Regions from separate parts of the Zea mays genome. Here region 1 is linked to region 2. A link is a contact called in public Hi-C data. All regions are on one chromosome and are shown on one strand. Each heading gives the region's core, a stretch centred on a gene start, on an enhancer-like site or on the middle of the called end of the contact. The rest is flanking DNA. Distances are from core to core; before and after follow the strand shown.

Evidence for each region. Hi-C and Micro-C count contacts between places; a contact is called where the count stands out from the background.
Region 1: a Hi-C map of ear shows a contact between it and region 2, with 4 times the contacts expected there. The contact joins the promoter of LOC100274332 here to the promoter of LOC100501448 in region 2. A contact is called at or near these places in 13 of 25 Hi-C or Micro-C datasets (bundle sheath, ear, endosperm and 4 more) and 2 of 3 datasets of contacts at active chromatin or transcription factors (leaf and seedling).

The regions. Positions count from the first base shown.
Region 1 is chr3:176,357,569-176,364,051 of Zm-B73-REFERENCE-NAM-5.0, forward strand. LOC100274332 reads left to right here and starts at 3,858. Exons shown (of 4, transcript NM_001148693.1): 1 at 3,858-5,059; 2 at 5,918-6,266; 3 at 6,348-6,483. The coding sequence starts at 4,800.
Region 2 is chr3:176,092,810-176,099,574 of Zm-B73-REFERENCE-NAM-5.0, forward strand. It overlaps LOC100501448, which reads right to left and starts at 2,818. Exons shown (of 9, transcript NM_001362580.1): 1 at 2,299-2,818; 2 at 1,548-1,604; 3 at 1,369-1,459; 4 at 1,120-1,280; 5 at 915-1,042; 6 at 672-809; 7 at 1-93. The coding sequence starts at 2,470.

The sequences.
Region 1 (6,483 bases), core at 2,608-5,107, 270 kb after region 2:
GGTTCTGAAAAATGAGAACCGAAATTTCCAAAAATATTTTAGGAACCGAACCCGAATAGACTCACAATTTCGGTTCGGTCTATTCGGTCCACCGAATAGACCCGAATTGTAGAGAGACTAGTATATTTTGTTAAAATATATACAATGAATAATTAATTGAAAGTACTATTACTACAACAAGTGACTATAAAAATTAGCATACAAAGATATATATACTATTGTTAAGATGATATCATTATTTCTAGCTAATAAGTTCATAAATCATATAATAATACCATCACATATTAAGAGTTTTTTTATATTTCGGGTTATTAGGTCTATTCGGGTTTTAAAGGTTAGGAACCGAACCCGAACCCATAACCCGAAATATAGCACATATAGGAACCGAACCCGAACCCGAAAACCCGAATAGACTCACAATTCGGTCTATTCGGGTTCGGTTCGGGTTCGGGTTCGGTTTTCGGTTTTAAAATGCCCACCCCTATGTGTGTGTTATCTCCTCCTCGTCCGAGGACCGACCTCCTCCTTTTATAGGCTAAGGAGGGGGTCGGCCAGTGGTGGCTACCTCAAGGAGTCATCGGACGATGGTAAATCGAGTGTTCTACCCTGGTGAAGCCACGTTCGTCGTGAGCCTCAGGATCACTTAGTTGTCTCATATTCTTTATAGCGGACGACGTGGGCAGCGTGGGGCCTAAGCGCCAACAATTGAGCTACGCCGACCCCTAGCCTCTGTAGCCTAGGGCTCGGCGCGTCTTGCCTTGTTGTGTCCTATAGGCGGTCTACGCACTCATGCCTAGTCTCGATAGGTCATGAGTGTGTCGTAGGCTGGGTGGCACGCATGTCATAAATGTGTCGTAGTACAAAGGGTTCATAGGTTATGAGGGTGTTGCAGCCGAGGATCTCATAGGCCATGAGTGGGAGGCAGACCGGCGCCTCTATCGTGGCTCGGCGCCAGACGATGTTAATGCGGTCAGTCACTTATGGCGGGTCAATCCCGGGTCGGGCGAGGGATCCACTCGAGTGGTTTCCCTTCGGTTCGACAAACCCCGCTATCTAGCTCTGCCATGCCCGCCCCCAAGCTCAGTGCCACAGGGTTCGTCCGGGGGTGGGTGCTTTCAGGGCAGACATTTTCTTTCTCCTCCTGCTGGCCGATGGGTCCCAGTCGCTAGAGGCTTTTCCTTAGTGCGCTCGCTAACCGATGGCCCTCAAAGACCAGGGATCTTATCCTCGACAGTAGCCCCTGAGCCCCAATGGGGGAGTATCCCCCCTCGAGGGCCGATGAAGGGTCGGGTGACGTTTGTCCTTTCTGAAAGGGAAATGGACTTAAACATTTCCTATAATCGATTTTGGTGTTTGACTTCTATCACAAACCACGTGGACTAACTAGTTTGCCTAGTTGTCATTTATCTCAAGTGCATAAAGTTCAACATAAACCAACAAAGAAAATAAGTTGGGGAACTCTACAAAGTTTCGAGCAAAGACAAGCATTGGTGCTGCCAGTGGCGCACCGGACAATGTCTGGTGCCCAGGCCAAGGCACCCACGAACTGGTCGCTCTTGGGGTTTTCCAGAGTCACTCCTCTATAATTCACTGGACTGTCCGGTGTGCACCGGACATGTCCGGCGTGCACCGGACATGTTCGGCGAGCCAACGGAGCAACGGTCAACTGCGCCCAACGGTCGACTGCGGTGAACAGTGAAAGTGCACAGTGCAGAAGTCAGAAGTCAGAAGTCAGAGCTGCGAAGTCAGAATGCACCGGACTGTCTGGTGTGCCACCAGACTGTTCGGTGCCGCAAGAGGACAAAGGACTTCAACGGTCAACCGCTCCAAACTCCAATGGTCTGCTGACGTGGCACACACCGAACAGTGAACAGTTTCATGTCTGTTGTGCCATCGACAACAACAGCTAGAATAGTGGTTGGGGCTATAAATACCCCTAACCACCTCCATTCAAGCCTAGTTGTCTGATATTCTTTATAGCGGACGACACGGGTAGCGTGGGGCCTGAGTGCTATCATTTGAGCTACGGCGACCCCTGGCCTCTATAGCCTGGGGCTCGGCGTGTTTGTCTTGTTGTGCCCTATAGGCAATCTGCGCACTCAGGCCTAGTCCCGATAGGTAATGAGTGTGATGCGGGCTAGGAGGCGCGTGTGTCATAAATGTGTCGCAGTCCAAGGGGTTCGTCGGTTATGAGTGCGCCGCAGCTCGAGGGACTCGTATGCCATGAGTGTGAGGCGGACCGACGCCTGTGGTGTGACTCAGCGCCAGGCGTAGTTAATGCGGTGGGTCACTTATGGCGGGTTGGTCTCGGGTCTAGCGAGGGATCCACTTGAGTGGTTTTCCTTCGGTTCGCCCGACCCCCTGTTAGCTCCTCCATGCCGACCCCGGGTTCAGTGCCACGGTTTTTGTCTGGGGGCGCATGCTTCTAGGGCAGGCATTTTCTTTCTCATCTTGCTGACCAACAGGCCCCAGTCGCCAGAGGTTTTCCCTAGCCCGCTCGCTGACCGATGGGTCTCAGGGACCGAGATCTTATCCCCGACAATATATCCACATTCGTTATCATGTATTTGAATGTTGGAGGAAAAAAGGCTAAAAATAACTATATCTTGGAATGGAGAGAGTAATAATTATAATTTTTTAACAAGGCGAGCCAATCCAATTTAGAGTAAAAAAACCAACTGAAATAGAAACCGAAACGGAGGGAGTATACTATGGGTGTTTGGGACAACTCCAGCTCTAGAAAATTTGATGGAATTGGTAGAGCAGGTCATTAGTTGCTTTAGAAAATCATGGAGTTGTGAACCTTTAGAAGACATTTAGGATGCGTTTGGTTGTAATGACAGAACGAGATAATATAAAATGATCTCTTAAATGATGTTGTTTGGTTCAGGGTGAGAGATTGGAACAAAACTATCCCAGTTTTGTCTCTAGTTGTCCCTCAAAATTGGAAAGACAGAAGATGACGTCATGGAACGTCTCTGTCTTGCCGGTCCTTAGCAGTCGCACAACCAAACACATCCTTAGATAAGCCATTTTATTTATTATTTAAAGTAAAAATATTTTTAAACCTAATTAAATTGATACTCTACATTAGAGCTGGAACCTAGAGTCATCCCAAATAACCCCTATAATAACATAAAATGCTACGCTTAAGTTTTCACGGAACATGAATGTAGGTTAAAAGCAGAAATAAAAACAATAGCAGTAGTGCGTGTGTCCATTCCGAGCCGGGGCCCGAGCTCGGCCCAAAGGGCCAAAATCGAGTGGCAGCCAGCAGAGGAGGAACCGAGGCCTTCCAGACGTTTTCCTCCAGACCAGGTCGAATCGCGCGGCTGCGGGTCCGGACGGCGCACTCCTCCCGTTTTCCCGTCCCCGCATCCGGACTTCCGGAGAAGCCAAGAAGCGCAAACAAGCGGGATAAAAATCCCGGTCCCGGTCGCCAGCCGACTCCACCGCACACGTGCCCGGGCAGCCCGGCCCCGCCACCCGCACGCCACGTAACCCCCGTCCCCCTCCTCGAGCCTCCCGTCGCGTGTCCTGCGTTGCGCTTGCTATTTATCACCCCCGTCCTCCTCCGTCCCAAGGCAGTCGCAGTTCACAACTGCGACTAAAAACCATCTTTGGGGCCCTTCGCCGCGATTTGCTTCGCTTCTCGGACTAGGTAAGCCGAAAGTTAGCGTCTTTTTTTTCTGTACTGCATAAATGGAAGTTCAGATCGCTTGGTTTCGATTCGGGATTCCTGAGCGCGCTGTCCTGCTCCTGGTACCGACATCGCCTTCTGAGGCTATAGATTCTTTTTGTGGTTCTTAGGGTTTCCCCGTTGAATCTCGGGGCCTTTTCACCCGTAGTATCGTCGTCTTTTCTGTGGCTGTCTGTGCGCGAAAGCTACTGCAGCTCCCGGGTGATCTGGAGTTATTTTCTCGGATATTCCTTCCAACCCGATACTTGCAGTGGGTGTGGGTCCCTTCAATGAGTAGATGCATACTACCCGCGCCGGATTTTTCACCATTCATCCCATCCCCAGAGATTTGGGATTTATCGATGCCATGGAGGATTTACTTCACCATGCCTCTCGATTCATCGGAACGTTGGTTTGCAGTTTGCTATGTGCTGGTTTGTTAAGCTTTGCGTTGTAAAGCACGCCTCCGATGTTTTTGCCGGAAATTCCGATGCTTTACCAAAAAAGAAATGTTCGGCACCTAGTATAGGTCGTGCTGCTTTTATACTTGCCGCTTCTTCCGCATTTTACTAGATGCGTTTCATACTTCTTCGAAGTAGTTTGGCTGTTACAAATCCATCCAAAGAAGAAAAAGATTGCCGACTGCGACGAAACACACACTCTGTGTGCGTTTCGTTTGGGTACTTTTGGTATTTCTCTCCTGATGATCTAAAGAAGTAGTTGTTTATATTCTTGATCTTGTCCTTAACCTGTAGTGCTGTTAACTTGCATCTGCGTGTTTGCGCTGTGCCTTTTTGGTTTGTGTTGTAGATAGGCGTTAATTGCCACCTTAACAATGAAATGATGTATTGATGTTCACGTTCCCATTGCCTCGATTTCAGAGTTGGGAATTTTACTATGATCTCCTGTGCGTATTGCTGATTGTATAAATGTTTCTATGACAAGTTCAGTTCTAATTACTAGACAGACTTTTACAGCTGTACAAAGACATTATTTGTAAATGATTCTATGAGACTTACAAGTCAGTGTATGTCTATTCATTCGTATTCTAATGATTGCAGGTTAAGTTGCCTTTTCGATTCTCAGAAAAAGACTGGCTCTGCACTCGGATAATTTTAAAATGGATAGTGCACAGCAGCCCACTGGGGAATTGAACAATTCGTTCGATACTCTTATGGTTTCTGGAGGTGACCAGAGTCGACAGCCTCAGGATGCTGGCAATGAAACGAGCTTCACGAATTGGAAAGACCTCCCCATGGAGCTGCTCCTGCGTATCATTTCACTAGTTGGAGATGACAGGATAGTCATTGTGGCCTCCGGTGTATGCACAGGATGGCGTGACACCTTGGGGTGGGGGGTTGCAAATCTTTCACTATCATGGTAAGAATTGTCTTTCAGGCATGTCCATTCCAGTTTAACATATGTTATCTTCAGAAGATGAGTTTATCAAATATCAAGATTTTATAACCGATTAGTTTCCATGCTTTAGATTTGGATACAATAGTACATTAGTTATTCAGCTATCCTCGGTTTCTTAGATGTTTAACCTGATGTGTTCATAATGCTGGTTGCAGCAGTGCTATTCAGTCACTAATTCTGTAATCCGTATCCATCATGATAACCTGTTTGGTTGGATCTCTTTTCAAGAGCTCATTTTCTTTGCTGCTGTTGTTTGGCAAATGTTTCTGTTGCTGTTCAATCATATGATGTAGACAGTCAACCATACGATATTCTTGCTAATAAATTATAAATGTAACTGAAAACATGGAAATTTCATGTGCTGATTTCTCGGCTGTGCAGTTGACTAGATTAAGTAAAAAAAAGGAAGCCATAAATGATTGTACCTGGGCTGTATGGCAACCGAAATACTGTGCAATAACACGTGTGGATCATACATACTAACATAGCAAACTCCTAGCACTAACTTTAGTATGTTATTCCATACCTTCTGATACACAGTAGTTGTGTATCCACTTGATCTTCCGAAAGAACTGGTGTGAATTTTTTTGATATAACAAAGTCATCCGGCCCCAGAGTGATATGTCTTCCTATAACATTCCCAGTTTGTTATTACATTCTCAGCTTGCTTCATGTTTCTGCTATAGTTCCTTGCTGTGCTATGCAAATAAAACAGTATATTTTGTTTACTTCAGTTCCTATACTAGATGACCACATGGTCTTTTTGAATGACCTTTTGGAAAGGGAAGTATTTTTTGACCAAGAAAGTGTCAAATTCAGGTGCCAGGACCGCATGAATGACTTGGTGATATCACTGGCTCACAAATTCACGAAGCTGCAAGTTCTATCTCTACGCCAGATCAGGCCTCAGCTAGAAGACAGCGGCGTGGAGGCCGTGGCAAACCACTGCCACGACCTGCGCGAGCTGGATCTCAGCAGAAGCTTCAGGCTGAGCGACCGGTCCTTGTACGCCCTGGCGCACGGGTGCCCTCAGCTTACCAGGCTCAACATCAGCGGGTGCTCCAGTTTCAGCGACGTGGCGCTCGTGTTCCTCTCCAGCCAGTGCGGGAACCTGAGATGCCTGAACCTGTGCGGGTGTGTGAGGGCGGCCTCTGACAGAGCGCTACAGGTACTTTCGTTTGCTGCAGCCTTGGTCGCTTGAGCTCGCGTTGATCCCTGCTGTTTTGGTGGTGTGTCCTGTCCTGTGTAGGCCATCGCCTGTTACTGTGGCCAGCTGCAGTCGTTGAACCTGGGCTGGTGTGATGGCATCACTGACAAGGGGGTGACCAGCCTGGCTTCGGGATGCCCTGAACTCAGGGCCGTCGACCTGTGCGGCTGTGTTCTTA
Region 2 (6,765 bases), core at 1,568-4,067:
CTTGAACATTATCACGCTAGCCAAAATGGTTAGTGACGTGAACATTGTATAGTATATCGGTGATACAACTGCTGTGTTGAAAGTATCAAGAGCCTACCAAAAAAAAACTAAATTTAGTTGCTTTACTGAAAAGTATCACACCAAATTTCTATAAAAGTAGAATCAGGTGTTGAGAAATATTAATCCTAACATCATGTTAATGTCTATTATGGCATATTATAGAAAGTAGTAATAGCGCATGCTCTGCAGGTAACAACAATGGGTATTGCATGGATGTATATTAGACCTAACTAACCACAATATGCAATGTGAAAACATCTGGTAGTACATCCACAACTTTTGCATTTAAGATAACTCAAGAAAGAAAACAATTACAATAGCAGGAGATGATCAAGGTACCCAAGTATCAAACTACTCAACGGGCCAAGTATGATAAATTCACAATATGCATTGTAGTTTCACATCGACAGTTCATTATGACTCATGTAACAAGCAAAAGTTCAATAAGCATGGGTATACCCTGCATTCCTGCCAGCACAGTGCCACTTACTTCCATGCAGAACATGAAAAAACATGTGGCGCAAAAGTAATTGCTGTACTCAATACTCACTATATATGCACACCATTGGACTGTCCATTAATAAAATGAAAAATCAGTAATTCAGTATTACCTTGTTCAGGTAGTTCATCTGTGTTACTATACATGCAACAACAACAATGGTGAACAACCATGTTTGTGGATAAATTAGCTGATTCATGCCAGAAAAGGTCAGTTTCAAGGCTATTCCAAGAGCTTTCACACTCATGACCTGCCAACACCAGCACATTTTGAAGGGAAAGAGAATTAGAGCATAATCACTCACACAAATACATATTGAGAGAACTAGTGCCAAGTGAATGTGTAAAACACATACCGACAGAGATCCTACAAGGGAACAAACACCAATATAGACCATGATGTGTGTCTGACCATATCGTGGAATAAAGTAGTATATGAGGACAAATGTTGCAGCAAGAACGATGGCAGCATAAGATAGAAAGGCTGCAAGACCAAAACTTATGACATTAGCTCTTACTGAGATATTTGATAACAACTGATAGGGTAAAAAAGGAGGGTACCTGGTTCAGTAGCAAGATCCCACACTTCTGCTACAGATTCAATTGTGCGCTCCTGAGGGGCATGAAGTACAATAGTTGTTGAACCCACAACACAAAGAACACACCCAAGTATACCAAATATATGCAGCTTTTCCTTCAACATAATGTCTGCAAGAGCAGCACTGTGAGAGAAGCATGTTAGAAAAAAGAAGGAACAAAAGGACATTTTGATATAAGCAGCATCAAGACAGTATGAATTATATTTCTTACCTAATTATGATGCTAAGTGCACCAAGTGGTGTGACCAAGATAGCAGGAGCAAAAGCATATGCTGCAAAGTTAGCCACTTCTCCAACAATCACTGGAAAATAGCAGCAAGAATCGTCAATACTATTACATTATTCAGCAATAGAACAAAAGCAGGCCTATTCACATGAGAGGTGACCTACTTGTAATCATTCCTGCCCACCATAATGGTTCATACAAGTAAGAGTAACCACCAACACCTGCAATGTAAACAAAGCCAAAGGCTGAGAACAGAACATCTGCAAATAAATCTCAGAGCTACAGCCTTAAAATGGAGTGACTCAACCCCAACTCTTCAAAAGCACTGCATGTCGAACATCCACCGCCATATTTTCCATCAACGGAAACCTCATAAAAGTCAAGCCAACAAATAATCCATTTTTTCACCTTATCCAGTACCACACACCCTTCTACAGTCCAACCGACATGAAATGGAGTTCATCGAGAATTTGTGTACTCAGTGGATAAGCAACCGTCACTAAACAAACTTTTGTTGAACTAACAAATGCATGGCATAAGAAAAATGACCAAAATGCAATGCATAGTGTGACACCATGAATATAACAGCCGCGCAAGTCACAGCTACTTACGTCGAATCAGGTCAACTCCCTAGCCAACACAATTTATTACAATACTTGAACTAACTTCAGATATACACTGTATAATTGTCGCTCTAAAACAGATCCGGGGCATGCATCCGGCATTCAAGGCTCAACGAGAAAGGAGATTCCACGCTGAATAAAAAACCGAACCTCGAGGCCAGCCCTCTGCGCGCTCAGGTAGCGCCTCGAAGATCAAAGCGAAAACGCAACAGCAGACAGCCAAGCCACCACGATCTACGGAGCAACACACATGATCGATGGGGATGGAAAGGGGCGAGACGCAGCAAGTCACCTGCGCGGACGCCGGACGCACCGGCCTTCTTAAGCCCCTTCTTCTTGACGATGAAGCTGGCCCCGATGAAGAAGCTGGAGGAGAGCGCGAGCACCAGCCCCTTGATGTTGTCCGCGGACATCCCCTCCACCCAGATCCCGCCCGCCGCAGAGGTAGACGCCTCCGTTGCCATATCCGCCGCCTGACCACACCGGGCCCCTGGAGCTCTACCCTCCTGCGGGGCAGCGCGCAGCCGCTAGATCGCGCGACGGCGGCGGCGGCGCATTCGAGATCCGGACGCGGCGCGGGGTCCGGTAGGCGCGGACACTCAACTAACCCGGCAGAAGCAGGGTAGGTCAGTCGGTCACCAAAGGCGAGTGTTCCGCATTCGGCGGTGGCAGGGATTGCGTGGGCGGAGAACGGGAGGAGAGATCGAGCTTCGAGCGGGGGGAAGAGGCGGGGCCGGACGGTGACGCCGGCGAGGCGGAGGAGGCGAAGAAGAGATGGGAATGGGATGCAGGAATGGAGAGTGGTGCCCGAGTCCACGCCACGCGGATATTTCGGTGTGGACTCTGGGTCAGGGTGGGTGGCGAGCGAGTTGCAGCTTGCTGCTGGCTCCCGACTCGAGGCTTCCTTGGCATTGAGGCAACGGGCCGGAGCGTCGGTGAATTTGCTCGCCTGGTAAACGGCACCTAAAAGTCTCACGTGCGATTGGGGGTAGTGCGACTAGGGGAGTGGGCAAAAATTTACCAAACAACAAACACTCGAACCAAACACCATACACCGAAATTCGTAGTTTATTTAGTTTTAGTATTTTGTGCAGTTTGCATTTTAGCTTTAATTGATGTTTGGTGCGGTTTTCAATATTCACACGGACTAGGAACAGTTTAATACATTTTTGGTTTGAACTGAGCTAAGATACAACCATGACTTTTTGTCATTTTACGGAATTGCTTGAATATATATGAAATCACTAGGGTGCCGTTTGGTTCACATATTTGTAACGTAATGGGTAACGGATAACGTTAAATCATGTTTGTTTTAGTCCAACCGTAATCAGATACCACACTAAAATTTGATACCAGCCTATTCAAATTTGTTACCGCCAGTAATCGAGCCGAAACCATTACCATTACCATTTGCGTTGCATTTTACGTGTCCGTGCGATGCCACGGAACACAAATTGCGACCCTCCAATGGACTTAGGACCGTGGCGACGGGCGGCGTCAGTACAATAGTGACGGCAAAATATGTGATTATTAAACATAGATATAGAATGATATAAATATGTCTACCCAAATAGATTGAAATGGAATCACACAAATAATTTCTAAAGAGTAAATATATAATGTTTAATCATAAGTAAATATGTTGACACCTTGTACACTAACTAATCTTTTTTAACAATATTGTTAACTCTCTGTTGTATATTTGCCGGGAAGACATATTTGCACGAATTTTTCTCGTAACTTAACAGTTCGATAATAAAGTTCCTCCGAAGAATCTTTGCATCCTACACATAAGACATATAAGAGAACAAAACATCAATTTTTTATTATGTAACTGGAATGTATGTTTGAATATGAAAGGAATGTACTCCACTCACCCTAACAAATTTCATTCGACTATCATTGCCCCACATGGCCATAGCTTGTAGGATAAGGTAGCTGGTGTTAAGCCTATAGAATAATGTTTTGCCAACTAAGTTATATACAATAGAAATCATAGAAAAAAATGAAATTGCTAAGAAGATGGTACGGAGAAAATACTCTTTTAAGTCAATTGGAACACCAGGTTGAATTGTATGTTGCCACTTAAAAATATCCTCTGTCCATCCAATACGTTTCTTGCTATAGGCAATATTATATTTCTTTGAGGCGATGATAATCGCTTCTGCGAACCTCTTGTATGACATATGCTTACACCAATCTTGAATAGGTGCAAAGACAATAAAAGTGACGTGTTTTTTACCATGATCTATTACGAAAAGGGCGTAGCAACCGTTGAATTTCTATGGCATAAGAACCTATAAAATATCAGTCATTAGGATTGCAAAGAAGTGCCCTTTTGTTGGGGACTTGTTCTCAAATGCTTTGAATCAAGAACAAGGCAACACAAAATGATAAATGTTAATATCCTTCGTCCTTCAAAGCATTATTTCCCTAAGGATATAATGATTCTCGGACGAAGGTTATGAAGGACATACCTTCATCAGCATAAAATATAATAATGAAGAAGGAATCATATGAAACATAAAGATAACATAAACAGTTGTGTATTATTGTCGACTCATTTCCATTTTATTATGATGGAAAGATAAAAATGATATCAAATCATAAGTGTACCTTCAGCTCGTGAGAAGGTAAAAGCACAAGTGTGACGCAAAAGTCAATGCCAAATCAACGTGAACAGTACGGGGATACTGTTCACCTATTTATAGGCATGAGTCGCAGCCCACGCAAAATTACATTAATGCCCTTTACATTTATCAATAACTCTATGATAATTCTTCGAGGTCTAATCTGGCTTTTCATCTTTAAGTCGGTTTCCTTTTCCGCCGCTATTCCGAAGCTCTTCTACACACAGCTTCGGCTCTGCGCCAACCTTCGTGTTCTTTGTGCTACTTCGTACCGTGGCTCTGATCCGAGTCCGAAGATACCTGTTAATGTATTTTACTCCAGAAACATTGTTAAATCATGTTTTTGAGGACCTTCGGAAGCCGAAGTCCCCCAACACCTTTATAAATACATTTGAAATGAAGCCGTAATATAATAGTTCATTGATGGCCAACAATCGAGTGTTTTTGTTAACTCTTCTGCTGTAGGGTCCTCATGGTACTTTGGCAGTTTACCAAAACCAAACATTTTCTGGATAAATATAAATATATATACATGACCACATGAGGATTACTATGCAAGAAGTTGCAGTAAGATTTCCTTCTTCACCCTTTAATTTTTACATCAAAATGTGTTTCTGGTTGTCTGCTCAAGCTCCAGACAATCTATTTCGCTGCAGGCTGGATATCAATGTGATCACTGTTGATGCGACCACCAAAACTGTTGAAGCTTCGGTTTATGCGGACAGTTGTCTGACACCTGCTCTCCCCTCTGAGGTGAGCCCCTTGATAACACTTGACCTCTTCTCAGTGCCCATATATAACCTCTAATCTCTTGTAAGATGACCCTACAGAGTAAGACTGCGAATGGTGGTGCCAAGTCAAGCAAAGGGAGGCCAGCGAAGAAAGCAAAGACAGAGGTAGGATCCAAGAACATCAAAGATATGTTCCGAAGGGTCACGAGGAGTGGATCAGGATCATGATGCATTTGGTCCAGCATTCCCTTCGTGAAATAAATACAGTGGCAAATACTTTGGTCCAGCTGCTGCAGACCGTTATGCATTGGAGAGATTGAAGTTGCTCTGTGAACTTAAGCTATGTGAAGATGTTGCTTGAGTTTGGTTCAGCCCATAACCACTTGCGCTGCGGAAACCTAGGTATCTCAGATGAAACAAGCTTAGAATGCAGTCAGGTTCGTCGATCCTCAGATCACGGCATCCCTCTAGATCTAACACTCGAAGGACAGGTAAGTCTAGAAGAGCAGGCACGAGCCAGTCTCCAATGTTGCATATTCTAACTGACCGGAGATGGGACAGATTCATGGTTGCTCTAGAGACTGCCAGTGCGTGTTCTGCACTGTCCCAGACAGAGAGCCGGCAAACATGATTCTCTGATAACATCTCTGAGAACATGATTCAAGGACACCCCAAAAAAATTAGCAACAATAACACATCGTCAGTAAATAAATCTCTAAAACATCACCTAGAAATAGTGCTTGCCTTTGTCCTTCATTTTATCGCTTCAGGACAGATCAGGGAGGCTGACACCACTACCAACATTAGCAATTGTCTGGATATATAAAAGTGAAGACAGATATGTGGGAGAATAGTACTGCTTGATTGAATCATGCGTACAGGTTACATTTATATAGGCAAATCCTCATCCCGGTTTATAGAAACAGAACCCAGGAGGGCAACCAAATCAATCACCAAATCAATCACACGAGATTACAGGACTCATTGATGGAAGGTGAGATCTCCTGTCTAACACCCCCCCGCAGTAGGAACGTCGGTGGAACAAACGTTTAGACTGGACCGAAACTCCAAAAATACAGAAGATGGCAGGCCTTTGGTGAAAATATCGGCGTATTGGGAAGTCGTTGGAACATGGAGAACACGGACAGCCCCAGCAGCCACACGCTCCCGGACAAAATGGAGGTCAATCTCGATGTGTTTAGTGCGTTGGTGCTGCACCGGATTAGACGAGAGGTAGACGGCACTCACATTGTCACAGTAGACCAGTGTGGTATGCTGCACGGGCTGATGCAACTCCTGTATAAGCAGGCGAAGCCAGGAGGCTTCAGCAACACCGTTGGCAACAGCACGATATTCAGCTTCGGCACTGGAGCGGGAGACAGTTTGTTGGCGCTTGCT